2 separate regions of the Oryza sativa genome follow, and region 2 is linked to region 1. The links are chromatin contacts, called in public HiCAR-type maps. All regions are on one chromosome and are shown on one strand. Each heading gives the region's core, a stretch centred on a gene start, on an enhancer-like site or on the middle of the called end of the contact. The rest is flanking DNA. Distances are from core to core; before and after follow the strand shown. Region 1 holds the start of LOC4342403 (187-kDa microtubule-associated protein AIR9). Region 2 holds the start of LOC4342408 (small ribosomal subunit protein eS12).

What was found. HiCAR-type assays count read pairs that join an accessible place to other places.
Region 2: a HiCAR-type map of leaf shows a contact between it and region 1, with 2.3 times the contacts expected there. The contact joins the promoter of LOC4342408 here to the promoter of LOC4342403 in region 1. A contact is called at or near these places in 2 of 15 Hi-C or Micro-C datasets (leaf and seedling) and 1 of 4 datasets of contacts at active chromatin or transcription factors (leaf).

Annotation. Positions count from the first base shown.
Region 1 is chr7:2,539,293-2,546,049 of ASM3414082v1, forward strand. LOC4342403 (187-kDa microtubule-associated protein AIR9) reads left to right here and starts at 3,100. Exons shown (of 38, transcript XM_015791888.3): 1 at 3,100-3,223; 2 at 3,956-4,741; 3 at 4,840-4,905; 4 at 5,098-5,163; 5 at 5,289-5,360; 6 at 5,441-5,506; 7 at 5,600-5,662; 8 at 5,750-5,815; 9 at 6,208-6,307. The coding sequence starts at 4,052.
Region 2 is chr7:2,621,502-2,628,258 of ASM3414082v1, forward strand. It overlaps LOC4342408 (small ribosomal subunit protein eS12), which reads left to right and starts at 4,128. Exons shown (of 5, transcript XM_015789168.3): 1 at 4,128-4,180; 2 at 4,274-4,321; 3 at 5,151-5,436; 4 at 6,081-6,146; 5 at 6,237-6,514. The coding sequence starts at 4,317. The coding sequence ends at 6,296.

The DNA.
Region 1 (6,757 bases), core at 1,850-4,349:
CAGTAGCAAGGGACAAATTAATAATGCAATATGTACAGCAGCATGATACTTTGTCTAGTACTATCTGACATGGTACAGTGGTACTACACTGGATTCATGCATGAAGAGTAAATACTGAGTTGTACTCCCTCCGTTTCGAAATGTTTGACACCGTTTACTTTTTAGTATATGTTTGTCCGTTCATTTTATTCAAAAACTTTTATGAGATATGTAAAATTATATGCCTACATAAAAATATATTTAACAATGAATTAAATGATAGGAAAAGAATTAATAATTACTTAATTTTTTTAATAAGATAAACGGTCAAACATGTGATAAAAAGTCAACGGCGTCAAACGTTTTAAAACCGAGGGAGTATAATTTTAGGTTCCTCTTTGAGCATAGTATGAATAGTACTTAAATAAATACCATAAGGACAAGAGAAATGTAGCAGTGTATATTTGTTTGGGGGGTAATTAAGTTACATATAGGCATTATAGCTTAATTGGATTAGTGTAGCTAGTCTGGAATTTGGAGAATAATTGTCTTGATGATTAAATTTGTGTCAATAAAATTAAACAAGCTCCTAATAAAGCCCTAATCAACATAAATAAATCTATAGGCACATCTGATGATATCTGAAGAATGCACGTACTGCATAATAATTTAGCGTGCTTAACCAATCTACTCCCTCCGTCTCAAAATAAGTGCAGTTTTACACTGTTCATATCTCACTTTTGACCGTTCGTCTTATTTATAATTTTTTTACGATTAATATTTTTATTGTTATTAGATGATAAAACATGAATAGTACTTTATATTTGACTAATTTATTCTAATTTTCTCATAAATTTTTAAATAAGACAGACGGTGAAACGTTGGACACGGATTTCTACGGCTGCACGCATTTTGCAACGGATGTAGCATGGTTCATAAAACCGTGCAACTATATTTATTAATGGTTTGCACACGCACGATTATGCCGTGATCAGACGGTGGCACTGAGCTATATATCCAGTACACAAGCTTAGCTAGGACGACGGTGATCGAGTTAATCATCATTGTCATTTATTGCACTTAATTAAAATTACCCACATCAATCGATCGATCCATTCAAGGCCGTGCATGATCCATCAAGGACAAATTAAAACCCATCATTATTTAGCACACAAACCTTTTAATTATCCTAATCCAAGGCCATCCCAACAATTAATCTTCTCCCTGTTCATCGCCGTGTCGGCCCCGTTTCCCACGGGCTTTGCCTCCTAGCTACTGGTGGGCCCAGGATGATCGCATCAGGATGACAGGTGGGACCGGGCCCACATGTCAGCGAGAGGAAGGGGAGGTAGGTTTCGTTAGTACTAGTGCCTTGATTGGCTTTCGATGGAGCGGTCGCCGGCACGTCGCTGGCGATGGCGAGCTTATCCATCGCTCCAACGCTAGCTCGTCTGTCTCACCTACCACTTCTACCTGTAATTAACCAATTTTTGTGATTTGATTACTCTCACGTAACTTCTAGGGGTGCAAGCGGGCTTGTCCGTGAACCTGCTTATAGGTAAAATTAGTACGTAACCCGCTAGTTAACTACTCCATTCATTTCAAATTGATCTACATATTTCAAAGGTACACCAATACCAAGAAAAGCTAATAACTCTCTTATACTATATTTACTCTAGCAACAAACTCAATGCATGCACCATCCCCACTATTTCATAGCCAATAGCAAATCAAGATATTACATATGGGCTATAAATGCTTGTGTGCATAGATGCATGCGTCAATGTCCATTTACTCTAATACACAAATAATGAATAGACCTAATGGATGAACACAAATATGTAGACCATTTAGGAATAACCTCAAAAAAAAACTATATGTAGGTCAATTTGGAATGGAGAAAGTATTAATTTGACCTATAAATAGGTTTATGGATTGACCCACTTGCATATCTATATGCGGTAAACTGGACCACAACACAAAAACTTATGAATTATCATTTATTTGAACTCGCAGGTTTACCTGCTTGCATCCCTAATAATTGCTAGATTTATCTATATCTATCTGTCCATGTGTTATGCATCCTCCTGTCTCGAAACAAAAATCTTCGATGCAATCGAGGAGGGTTCAATCAGCTGGAATGGTCGATTTTGTTTGCACTGCTTGTTGCATTCCGTTTGCAAACCTAAAGTTTTGTCCATACGTACATAGCAGTGGACTTGCACATTAGAATTTAGAGCCAAGGTTTTACTAGTTTTTAACTTAGGACTTAATTAACTTCAAAGTTAGTTCAAGGCTGCGGCCAGTATTACATTTTTCCAACATTTTCTTTCTCTTTTTCCATGTGCACGCTTCTCATACCACTAAAGAGTGTTTTTTTTTCTAGAAACTTTATGCAAATAAAGTTACTTTAAAAATCATATTAATTTATTTTTAAATTTTTTAATACCTAATTAATTTATACGCTAATTCACCGTTCTATTTCACTTGCTGGTTGCCAAACACTTTAAAAGAACACAACTGTCTTCGTATATTTTCTCTCTTATGTTTGCCTTTAAAGTAGCTCAAAGTAGATGTGTAGTAAAAGTTATAACACGATAAACTCAGTGCTCGCGATGCACCTCTTTATCATCGAATTTGTATGATATTTTGGCATTTATCTCTTTTAAGCGTGTATTGAAGGCTGCACTCGTGTGCGTTAGTGTGTAGTACGAGCGTAGCTTTTGTGTTTAGTGCGATCAGCGTTAATTACGGCACTTAATCTCGAGATTACCCTCACGAAACCAAGCCAAACAAACAAACAAACAACGGTAGAAGCGAACTCCCCGGGTGGGTGGGCCCCACGGCGATTCCACGCCGGCGACGTGTGCGCTGCCTCTGCGCACCGACCCCCGGCCCTTCCCGTCACATTTCCACAAAAACCAAGGGCTTAAACGAAAAAAACCCCTGATATTTCGTTTTCTTGGAGTTTGGACCAAAACCGAAACTGCAAAAGCGCGGGCGGGAGCGAAACTTTGGCGAATTTACACCTAAGCCCCTAGGAATTCCGGTAATTTACCAAGTGCCCCCCCGCCTCTCGGATACTTGTGCGCGTTTCGGTTTCTCCCCCCTTTCTTCTCTGCCTCTTCTGCTGCTGCTGCTTCTGCTCCAGTGTCTGGTTGGCTTCCACTCCTCGCGCGCGCTCGTAGCCCGCATTGGTGGAGGCGGCGGAGGGGCTCGGATCCGGCTGCCGCGGCGGGGGGAGGTGAGGGAGATGGGAGGCGAGCCGGCCCCCCCGTGGCTGCGCGATGTGTTGATTTCATTTTTTTTGGGCATTTTTGTTCTGGATTTTGTTTTGAACTCCATTTCGGATCGATTCGAGTTTGGAGAGGGTGTATGTGTGTGTATTTGTGCGCGTGTGGGTGGGATTTCTCCGGTGCTCGTAGTGTGGCGGTGGCGGTGGGTTCTCGCGGAATGCGGTGGGGTTTATGTGCTGGATGGTGCTAGGGTTTTACGAGCATTTTTGGGGGATTTTTCGGGTGTGGTTTTGATCCTCTGTGATGAATTCTGATCCGTGGTGAGTTTGCCTGTGGGTTTGACCGACGACTTTGCTGGAATTTTGGTTTTGAATTCCGACCCAAAACGATGGGTTCCTGCTCTGTTTCTACATTTGACAAAAAAAATTATGATGAAATAAATTTTTTGTGCTTATTTTGTCAAGTTTTAATGCTTCGCTTTTTTGTACGGGCCATATCCACCGGCTTCGTGCTTCCGCAATTCCGTCTGATTTGGTACCGCCTCGCGTTGTACTTCCCTATCTAGGCGTTGACGAATTCTGCGAGCAATTCAAAAATTCTGTACAAGCGTTGTTGGTTGCTCAGTTTTCGTATGAGGCTGCAAATTCTGAGAATTTTTCCTTTGCATCGAACTTTTGGTGATTTCCCAAATATTTGTAAGTGCTACATTGATAATTTGGTTTGTTTACCTGGCTATCCAGGTCAGGCATGTGTGCAATCGTCAAGAGGTTCCTGGTTTGACTAGAAAGCAAAGACTGGCGGTGTACGGCTTGAGGTTTTGATTGTGGTTGTCAGGAATGGAAGCACCACCGGAGACCTCAAAGCCGGCGGAGGCTAAACCGTCAAAGACCCGGCTGTCTGTGCCCACCGGCAGGTTTGCATTGGGGACAGCTTCTTCAATCAAGAAGCGGACTGATGTTGCTCCCTCAGCCGAGTTGGGGATGTCAAGGTCATCGTTGACGAAGTCTACCTCGTCTATGAATGCTGCTCCAGTTCAGAGAAGAAGCAGCACAGGAAGTGCGGGGAAGCAACAGGATAATGGGAGCTCAGTTGTTGCTAAGAAAGCTAGTCCTTCTCTGTCAGATGGGGTGAAGAAGAGTAAACCAGTGACAGCCTCCATGGTCAGCTCAAAATCATCACTGGAAAAGAAGTCATCTGTGCAGTCTGAGAGGGCCAAGGTGGATGCGATGAAGAAGCCTGCTGTTAAGTCATCACCAATTTCTACTCTGAAGAAAGTCCCATCACTGACAGAGAACTCCAGCAGTAGCGCTAGCAGCAGCTTCAGGAGAGCAGCCTCAAATGCTACTCTCAACTCACCACGGTCACCTTCAGTGACAAGCAGCGTCACGAAAAAAGTGGGTTCTCGGACATCGTCGATGGACAAGGGTTCTTCCATGCCTATTCGGAAGAAGAGCTCGACTGCTGATAGCCGTGATTCACGGTTTATGATGCTGCCCCAGGTGGATTTGAAGGCTAGTGATGAAGTGGTTAGTGTTGAAAAAGTTCTTCATTTATGTGGATGATCTTGATGCTTTCATCATGTGGTGGTTTTTCTTCCATTCAATATAGTTTCATGCTTCTGCAGAGACTTGATTCAAGAGGTCATAGGGTACGAACTCTGAAGCAGTTGAGATTAACACCTGTACTTGAAGTAAGTGCAGTCAGGTTCTCCTTTTATCTATGCAGTTCTGCAATAACTCAAGCCACATGACACTGTTAATTTTTTTGCAAGTTGCAACACCTAAGATTTTGGGAAAGATATATACATCCAGCATAGCCCATGATTAAGAAATATTGGGAATGACATGTCTGCTGAAGTGCTTACCATAGTTTCTGTCTGTAGTTTGTTTATCTCAGGGACAATCGTCTATCAAGTTTGGAGGGTATTGAGATTCTCAAAGGGGTTAAGGTATCACCTCTCTCCTTTTTATTGGGATGTATTCCATTTTGGCACTTCCTGTTCTTGTGGCCTAGCTCTGTTGATTATGTGTTTATTTTGTTTTTTCTGCCTTTTGTCCTCCTTCATATTTGCAGGTTCTTGACTTGAGTTTTAATGAATTTAAGCTCCCTGGGTTTGAGCCCCTTGAGAATTGCAAACTTCTCCAGGTTTGTGCTTTCCTCATAGTATTGACTATGCTCATGGAGGTTTTTTTTATGAACTATCTTTTGTATTCTGACCTGTGTAGCAACTTTATCTCGCTGGAAATCAAATAACATCCCTTGCTACCCTTCCCGAGCTTCCTAACTTGGAGGTATGCTAATGTTACCAAACTAGTCTTAGCAGTTGATCTTTACTTATGTCAACAATGCTAAATCTATTTTTCTTATCTCTCTTGCTGCACCAGTTTCTCTCTGTTGCTCAAAATAGGTTGAAATCACTCTGTATGGCTAGTCAGCCTCGACTTCAAGTGAGTATGCTGGTTGTATCTGCCTTGAGCATAATCAAAATATCAGTTAGCCCTTAACTTGCTTTGCATTTTTTTTTGTGTGTGTAGGTACTAGCAGCCAGCAGAAACAAAATATCAGTTTTGAAGGGATTTCCGCATTTGCCTTCTCTGGAGGTCTGCTTTTACTCATTATGTTTCTTATGTTGTTGAACGATGCTATTTCTAAAAGCATTTGAATCTCATGGATGGTGCTTAACAAACAATAGATTATTTTTCTAGATAATGAACAAACAATAGATGATGTGCAGTACAAATAATAAGTATTTTGGTAATTGGAAGTTTGAAGCTGGTAATAATCAATTGCGTTGCTCAATGTCTGATGTTACAGAATAGACCTTATATGCATGAAACAGGCAATTCATACCATCCATGATCAGTTATTACCAGTCCACTGTGGCATATAGATATATTTGAATTTGAAGAGATATGTTAAATTAATGAAGGCTATTGACACATGAAGTGTTAACGCAATTTGCTCACTGATGGCAAAACTAAAATGTCTGCAGCATTTACGTGTTGAGGATAATCCACTTCTTGAGATGCCACACTTGGAGGCTGCTTCTATTCTGCTTGTAGGCCCTACCTTGAAAAAGTTCAATGACCGGGGTATGTTTAACATGCTTTTCATTGCATCGCTGATCACTATTTGATTTGCTGAAATGGTAGTATAGAATAATATCCATCACAATGGCTTATCTTAAGCTTATCGCTGTTGAAATATCATCGAATCTGATTACTTTCAGACTATTAATGGGATGGAAATGAAAATAACGCCGGTACTTGATATAGACAAGCCGCATTCTGGTCTTTCTTTCGGCTTACCTATTAAGGTTCTGATAGGACTAGAATGACTTTCCAAATGCTCAGAAATGAGTGAGTTCACTTTAAATACTTCACCTGCACATATAGTAAGAATTGAGAACAGGGCCGGCCCAAGGTTTTGGTGGCCTAGGGCGAAACTAAAAAAGGGCCCTTAATGTTATATGTAAATAAGAATTAATACATACATGTATATGTAAAATGCTACCAATAAATATTTAAAGTGCATTCAAAAGC
Region 2 (6,757 bases), core at 2,878-5,377, 83 kb after region 1:
TAATATGTTAACAGATTTTTTATTTGGCATTTCCAATTAACTTGTCAACTCAAACTCCTAGCTTGCATCAATATACGATGGATATTTCAGTGTCAAAGTGGACAAGTCAACTTTGTAATCTCGACGCAAGGCCGTACGGTAGCATCTGTGAGGTGTGCGACTGTTTAGTGCCTCCTAAAATCAGGGCCCTCTAAATCGTAATTATATGAAATATTAAAATACTTAATTAATAGCATAACTAGAATGCTAAATCCCAAAATATCATAACTATGGTCGAGAACTAAAATTAGAAGGGCATGATAGGCCAACATAAGCTAAATTAGCTTAACAATGTTTTGCGAGTCGTCGTGATTGGCTGTCTATGTGTCTTCCGCCATTCTCTACCTGTCGATTGCGATAATAATACCGTGGGATATGCATGGCTATCAATTTTAGGCTTCATTATGTATTTCTCTCACTATGGCCTCCCATTCCTAGCCACGGCGCAATACCCCGTTTATTGTTATTATATGATTTTATTTTCGGTTTATGTTTGGCATATGGCACCCATTCGGGCCTATTTGTTTTCAGAGACTTATTCCAAGTCCCTATCACATCAGATGTTTGGACATTAATTTGGAGTATCAAAGATACACTAATTACAAAACTCATTCCATAACCTTGGACTAATTCGCGAGACGAATCTTTTAAGTCTAATTACGCCATGATTTTGACAATGTGATGCTACAGTAAACTTTTGATAATTATGGATTAATTAGGCTTAAAAAATTCGTCTCGCGGATTAGCTCTCATTTATGAAATTAGTTTTTTTATTAGTCTATGTTTAATATTCTAAATTAGCGTCCAAACATCCGATGTGACATGGGCTAAAAAGTTTTAGCCCCATCTAAACACCCCCCAACTAGACATAGCAAATACTACCTATGGAGTTATTATCCCGAGCCTACTCGCACGAGCTGAACTGGCATATATAGTTGGATTACTATATGCAAAAGCTGCTCCGTACATACTAAAGTACTCCCTCCTTCCCTATATGTATAAATAAAAGTATATTTAACAATAAATTAAATGATAGAAAAAAACTTAAATTTTTTAATAAGACGAACGGTCAAATATTTTTTTAAAAAAATCAACGGCGTCAAACATTTTAGGATGGAGTGAGTACTTTCTTTCTAGGTCAAAAGAAAAAAACAAACCGGCCCTTTTCATGATCAAAATGCATCGCTAGTATACTTGGCTAGTAATCACGCCACGTCCTTGAGCTGGTGAGATGTTCCATTCCTGACAGTTGGGAGCTCGCGTCTAGGTCATCATTATTCAAAGAAGGTTCAACTAGATTGACGGAGCGTGGGGCTCCTCATCGGGAGACCGCGCAGGCCCCCCTTTGCCGGTTCGGCCGGGGGCGCTAAGTGAGGTTCTTCGCCCTCGATCTGAGGAACGTCCGCGAGAGAGGAAATGCACAAGACACGAGCGACGTAGACAGGTTCGGACCGCTGAGAAGCGTAACACCCTACTCCTGTGTTCTGGTGGATCTGTGCGTGAAGGAATCCAGAGAGCCGGAGAGCGAGCAAGAGTTCAGGGTCTAGAACCCATTCGCCAGAGTCTCAACCCCTCTTCCCTTTTTTTCTCTTCCCTCTCTCTCTCCTAGGCCTGGGCCTCCTTTTTATCTAGTCAGGGGTCACCACAAGGGCCTCTAGCTGGCTAAGAAAGGAAACATGCTTTTTACAATGAGGACTAGTCTATAGCCGGAAGTGACTTCTGACAAGCAGAGCACACGCCTCCTGCCCCCCTCGCCAGCTTTCCCGGTGGACGCCCATTTCAACATTCATTCAATGGCCAGCGACTTCCTTGCCATGCTTGCGCTGAAGCCTGGAATGGATCTGACCGGGACTGACATACCAACTCCAAGAGTTAGCACGCCGGCTCCGGCTAGGGACGAGAGCCAGGAAGCTCTCATCATTCCGACGGGACGGGGCGAGGCGTGTGACAGGCCGCCTGTTGCCACCTAACCCGCGATCTGACCGGTCTGTGACCGGTCATACACCGCGACCGGTCACAGACAGGATAAGTGTGCGCTGCGCCGCATTAAATGCGGTGTGGCGCGCTCGTCCAACCTGTTATAAATGCGGTTAGGTGAGCCCCGCTGTGCTCATCTAACCCACACACGTGGCGCCAAAACCACAGGGGGTCGGGGCGCCCCAGCCCTCGGGGCCGAAACGGGAGCGGCCCGACCCCTCGGGGGGACAGAGGGAGGGGTGGCCACGTCACCCTCGGGCCCTCAGGCCACGTGGGTGACCGCGGCTACCCAAGCCTCTAGTCACGATACCCCCGGCCCCATGTCACCGACATAGATATTGTCAAATTTGCCAAGGTTAATTATAGATTATTTTTACCTCCTAATTTGCAGCAATACAACGTTTTTACCTATTATTTCTGGCAAAAGCTCAAAGCTAGTTCAAACTTCAAAGGTATACCAACCGACAAATTTTAGGATTCTTCTAAAGCGAACAATATATATATATATACCAACTTTATACTCCTTTTTTCTGAATAAAAAGAATACCAGCTTAATTTGGCAGGAGATTTTCTCCTTTCCTTGGGATTAAAGCAAAGCACTATAATTATCTGCCTTTCAGTTTCATGCAACTTGGAGGCAGAGGAGAATTGGGAGAATAAAGTAAGCCACTAATTATTTTGATTAATTTATTAAAGTAGGGACTAGAGGGCTTTGCAGTTTACAACCTTTCACATCCCATGATCCCAAGCTCATGTTTTGCTGGATAAATAAAGCAAACTAATTCCATGTTACTATGTAATTCAGACCCACTTACATAATTATTATTTCTCGATGTGTATTGGACCACGTCATCTAGAAATTATTATTTCTCAATATGTATTGGACCATGTCATCTAGAAAATAAAAAGTATTGGATTATTGACATGCTTAATCACAATTCACAACCATTAATCTATAGTGCGCAATATTCGTTCTTCATCGAGCATTATATAAAAAAAAAACTTACTCCATCCAATAGTATAGGCCTCCTTCGAAACCAAAGTTTTTTTAAGGAATTTTGCAGGATCTGAATTAATTCATGTGAAAATTGAGTATTTCATTTTCTCATCTTAACTTAATTTGATTCTTTTTTGAAGTGTGCGTATACAAGAATTTATGCTGTGCGTCCACTAGTTAATTAAGTAAGCCTTTCTTCTCCCAGCAATAGTATGTGATCATGTCGTTTTCAAGTGGTATTGTCAAATATCATCGTGTAGCCCACACATTGACATAGCCAACCAGAGAGGGAGACTTAAAGCTCAGAGACAAATGATCTTAATCAAATAATTACTAACTATATGTCTAAAAAAAAATCTCTCACCGGCTACTTAGAGTGGGGATGAACTATGGCCATAATGATTCATAGAGTGCCACTTGTGGCAGAAATATCTTTGCAAACACTAATTAAAACTGTCACACATGCATCATGCATGTATGTACGCACATGTGTTTGGCGCCCCATCTTTCCTTTTCAAGGAAGAAACAATCAATGGATTATATTATTCTCCTACATGGATTTGTTCTGATTTCTTAGCACTAATGACACATCATTAGACCAGTGTTCTGATTCTGAAGGTGACATATGTAGGGCCTGTTTGGGGAGCTTAAGATTCTGAGAAGCAGCTGCTGAAAAGCTAGCTAGTGAGAATCTGGAGAAGCTGGGAAATCCAGCTTTGGCTTATAGTTCATTTTCTAGATTCTACAACTACAGATTCTCAAAATCTGGATAAAAAGTTGGACTGTTTGGGGGAGCTTCTGGCAACTGAAGATTTTAGAAGAAGCTGCAGCTGCTAGAAGCTCCCCAAACAGATCCGTAGTCTGCCAGAGCTCATCCACAAAGCACCACAATTAGCACAACAGAGTGAAAGCCAGAAGAGCCCATGACTCATCTTAGGTGGGCCATGAGATGGGCCGGCCCATGTGCATCCCTGCAACACGTGATGGGCCTCATGTGGGCTCAAAAGGCTAACTCTGGACATTATGAGGCCCAATTGGGGAGCTCCTCGGCCCATCAGGGCCCGATAGTGAACGCGATATATAAGAACACCTTCTCCCACGCGGCTCACTCCTCACCCTCCTCGCGAAAACCCTAACCCCGCCGCCGCCGCCGCTCTTCGCCACAAGGTAGGCGGCGCCGCCGTTGCTCTTCTTGTTCCTCCGCGTCAGTGCGCCGGCGGTCGCTAATCGTGCTGAGAACGCTTGTTTTCCTTGTTGCAGATCGTTTCGTCGCAGTCGGTGTTCCGGTCTTTTGAGCGCGGAGATGGCGTAAGTTCTTGCAACCAACTTCTTCTTGGCCTCTGCTAGTTCCATGTTTTTTCTCTCTCTATCCTCGTAGCATTTTGGATCTAGCCTGTTCTTGCTGTTGCTGCTGTTGGTAGAACACTGTTATTACTGTGTAATTGTTGCTGAGCCTTGGCTGCGCTACTGCTCGCTCAAGAATCGTTTGGTCTTATCATGTTTGAGTTGTCCTTGATTGGGGAAATTGTCATTTGGTTTCCATTTCGATGGGATCATTGAGTGAAAGGATGTGGGAGTCATGAGTGCGATTGCTCGGATTTCTGCTGTACTGGTATGGGGTCTTGGTGATTTAGAATTTGGCAGCTGGTAGTATAGTTGGTGGATTCGTTGTATGTGAGCCGTCTAGTTTAGCAAATACAATCATGATTCATATCAGATGATATGTGCCTGTTCTGTACTAGCACCAAGGAGTGTAGACGGTAAATTCACAGCCAGATTGAAAAAAAAAGCTCAATTGCTTATCAAACTATGTTTATATGGAATTGAATTATCCAACTTAATTGTCTTGTTTGCATCCAAGAAGTACTGAATTTGTACAGTGTCACCAGTAGTGAGAAACAATGCATTTTTTATATTATGGGTGCTCAATTCTTGTATAAATGTAACACCACGTACATGCCAAAGTATTTGGACCTCCATTATTGAAAGAGCAGTCAAATTAGAAGAGAACTAAAAATACCTTGTAAAGTGTATTACTAGTAATTGTTAATAGATCTTATGTGCATCTCGGTCTTTGAAACATTGATGTATTGTAGCGAGCCTATTCATTTTCGCTGAGATCTAAACACTTTTACAGGGAGGAGACCCCAGTTGAGACTCCAGCTGCCCCGGTTCTTGGGGAGCCCATGGATCTGATGACTGCTCTGCAGCTTGTGATGAAGAAGTCAAGTGCTCATGATGGGCTTGTGAAGGGTCTCCGTGAGGCTGCCAAGGCCATCGAGAAGCATGCTGCTCAGCTTTGTGTGCTTGCTGAGGACTGCGACCAACCTGATTATGTCAAGTTGGTTAAGGCTCTGTGTGCTGAGCACAACGTTCACCTTGTTACCGTGCCTAGTGCTAAGACTCTTGGCGAGTGGGCAGGGGTGAGTTACAGGATTCTTCTAAGTACTTTGTCAATTGTTTTTCTTGATATGTGTTAGTCTGCTGCCTATGTCCTAATAGCTATACCTTGTTAATTGTTGTCCTTTGTTTGTGTTAACTGGTGCCTATATGGCCATCACCCATCAGTGGCGGAGTCAGGATTTAAACATGGGAGGGGCCTAAGACTCTTGGAGGGGGCCGAATACACTGTCACTTAGCTTAATTACCTAACTACTTAAATGATTATGTGAAAAAAAATTGTTGGAGGGGGCCAGGCCACTGGCCATCCCTCTTGTCTCTGTCACTGAGGGCCATATAGGATGTAGGTTCAATTGATGAGTAGACATTCTTTCACCAGTGTTTAAAGGAGAATGTGCCTACTATATGTTAATATTGATATTCTTATACTCTGTTCTTTTCTATATGACGTTGGTTAGTTCATTTTTCAACTAACCACCGTCATATATTTAGGGATGGAGGTAGTATATTTGTTTTATTTGTGGGGAAACTTTGAACATTTCTGTTGGCACGTATATTTATGATTTATCATTGTCCACCTTCCTTTGTTCTGTGTATTTCTTTTAATTTACAGTTATATGAAAAGCCTTCTTGTCCTGGTTTTAACAATACATATTGTCATTTGCAGCTTTGCAAGATTGACTCTGAGGGCAAGGCAAGGAAGGTTGTGGGCTGCTCCTGCGTCGTTGTCAAGGTAACTAATCGATCCCTCACCTTAACACTTGGAATTATTCCTTTGAAGATGGCAATTTGTAATGTTTGGCTGTTCATTTTCATTTCCCAGGACTATGGTGAAGAGTCTGAGGGCCTTAACATAGTGCAGGACTATGTCAAATCGCACTAGATATAGCATTCTTATATCCAGAACGTGTGCTCGACATTCTGTACCTTTTGTTTTAATTTATGCTTGGTTCTAGGGCTTGCTAGGAGATAAGAATTCTTTTCAAGTGCGAGCCAGGGAGATATGAGCAAAATTTGAACCTCTGAATTTATGTTTACCGTGCTGAAAATCGTCTGCTTTTAATACAAATCATCATCCGAAGCTGAGGATCTGTTTGCCCATTTGTTGTGGTTTGTGTATGACTGCATTTGCTCGTGTCTTGTCCAATCTTTCAGGAATTCAATCTGTTGCTATGCTTTGTGGTTTGGTTTTGAATTTTAGTTGTGCTTTTGCTTAGTATTTGTTTAATTGTTTATGATATTTGTAGTGCATGCATTCTATTGAACCAGACAGTAAAAGGTGCCATTGGAGAAGGCTACATGCAGATTTTAATGCCCTTGGTATTGACAGCTTAATGTCGCGTG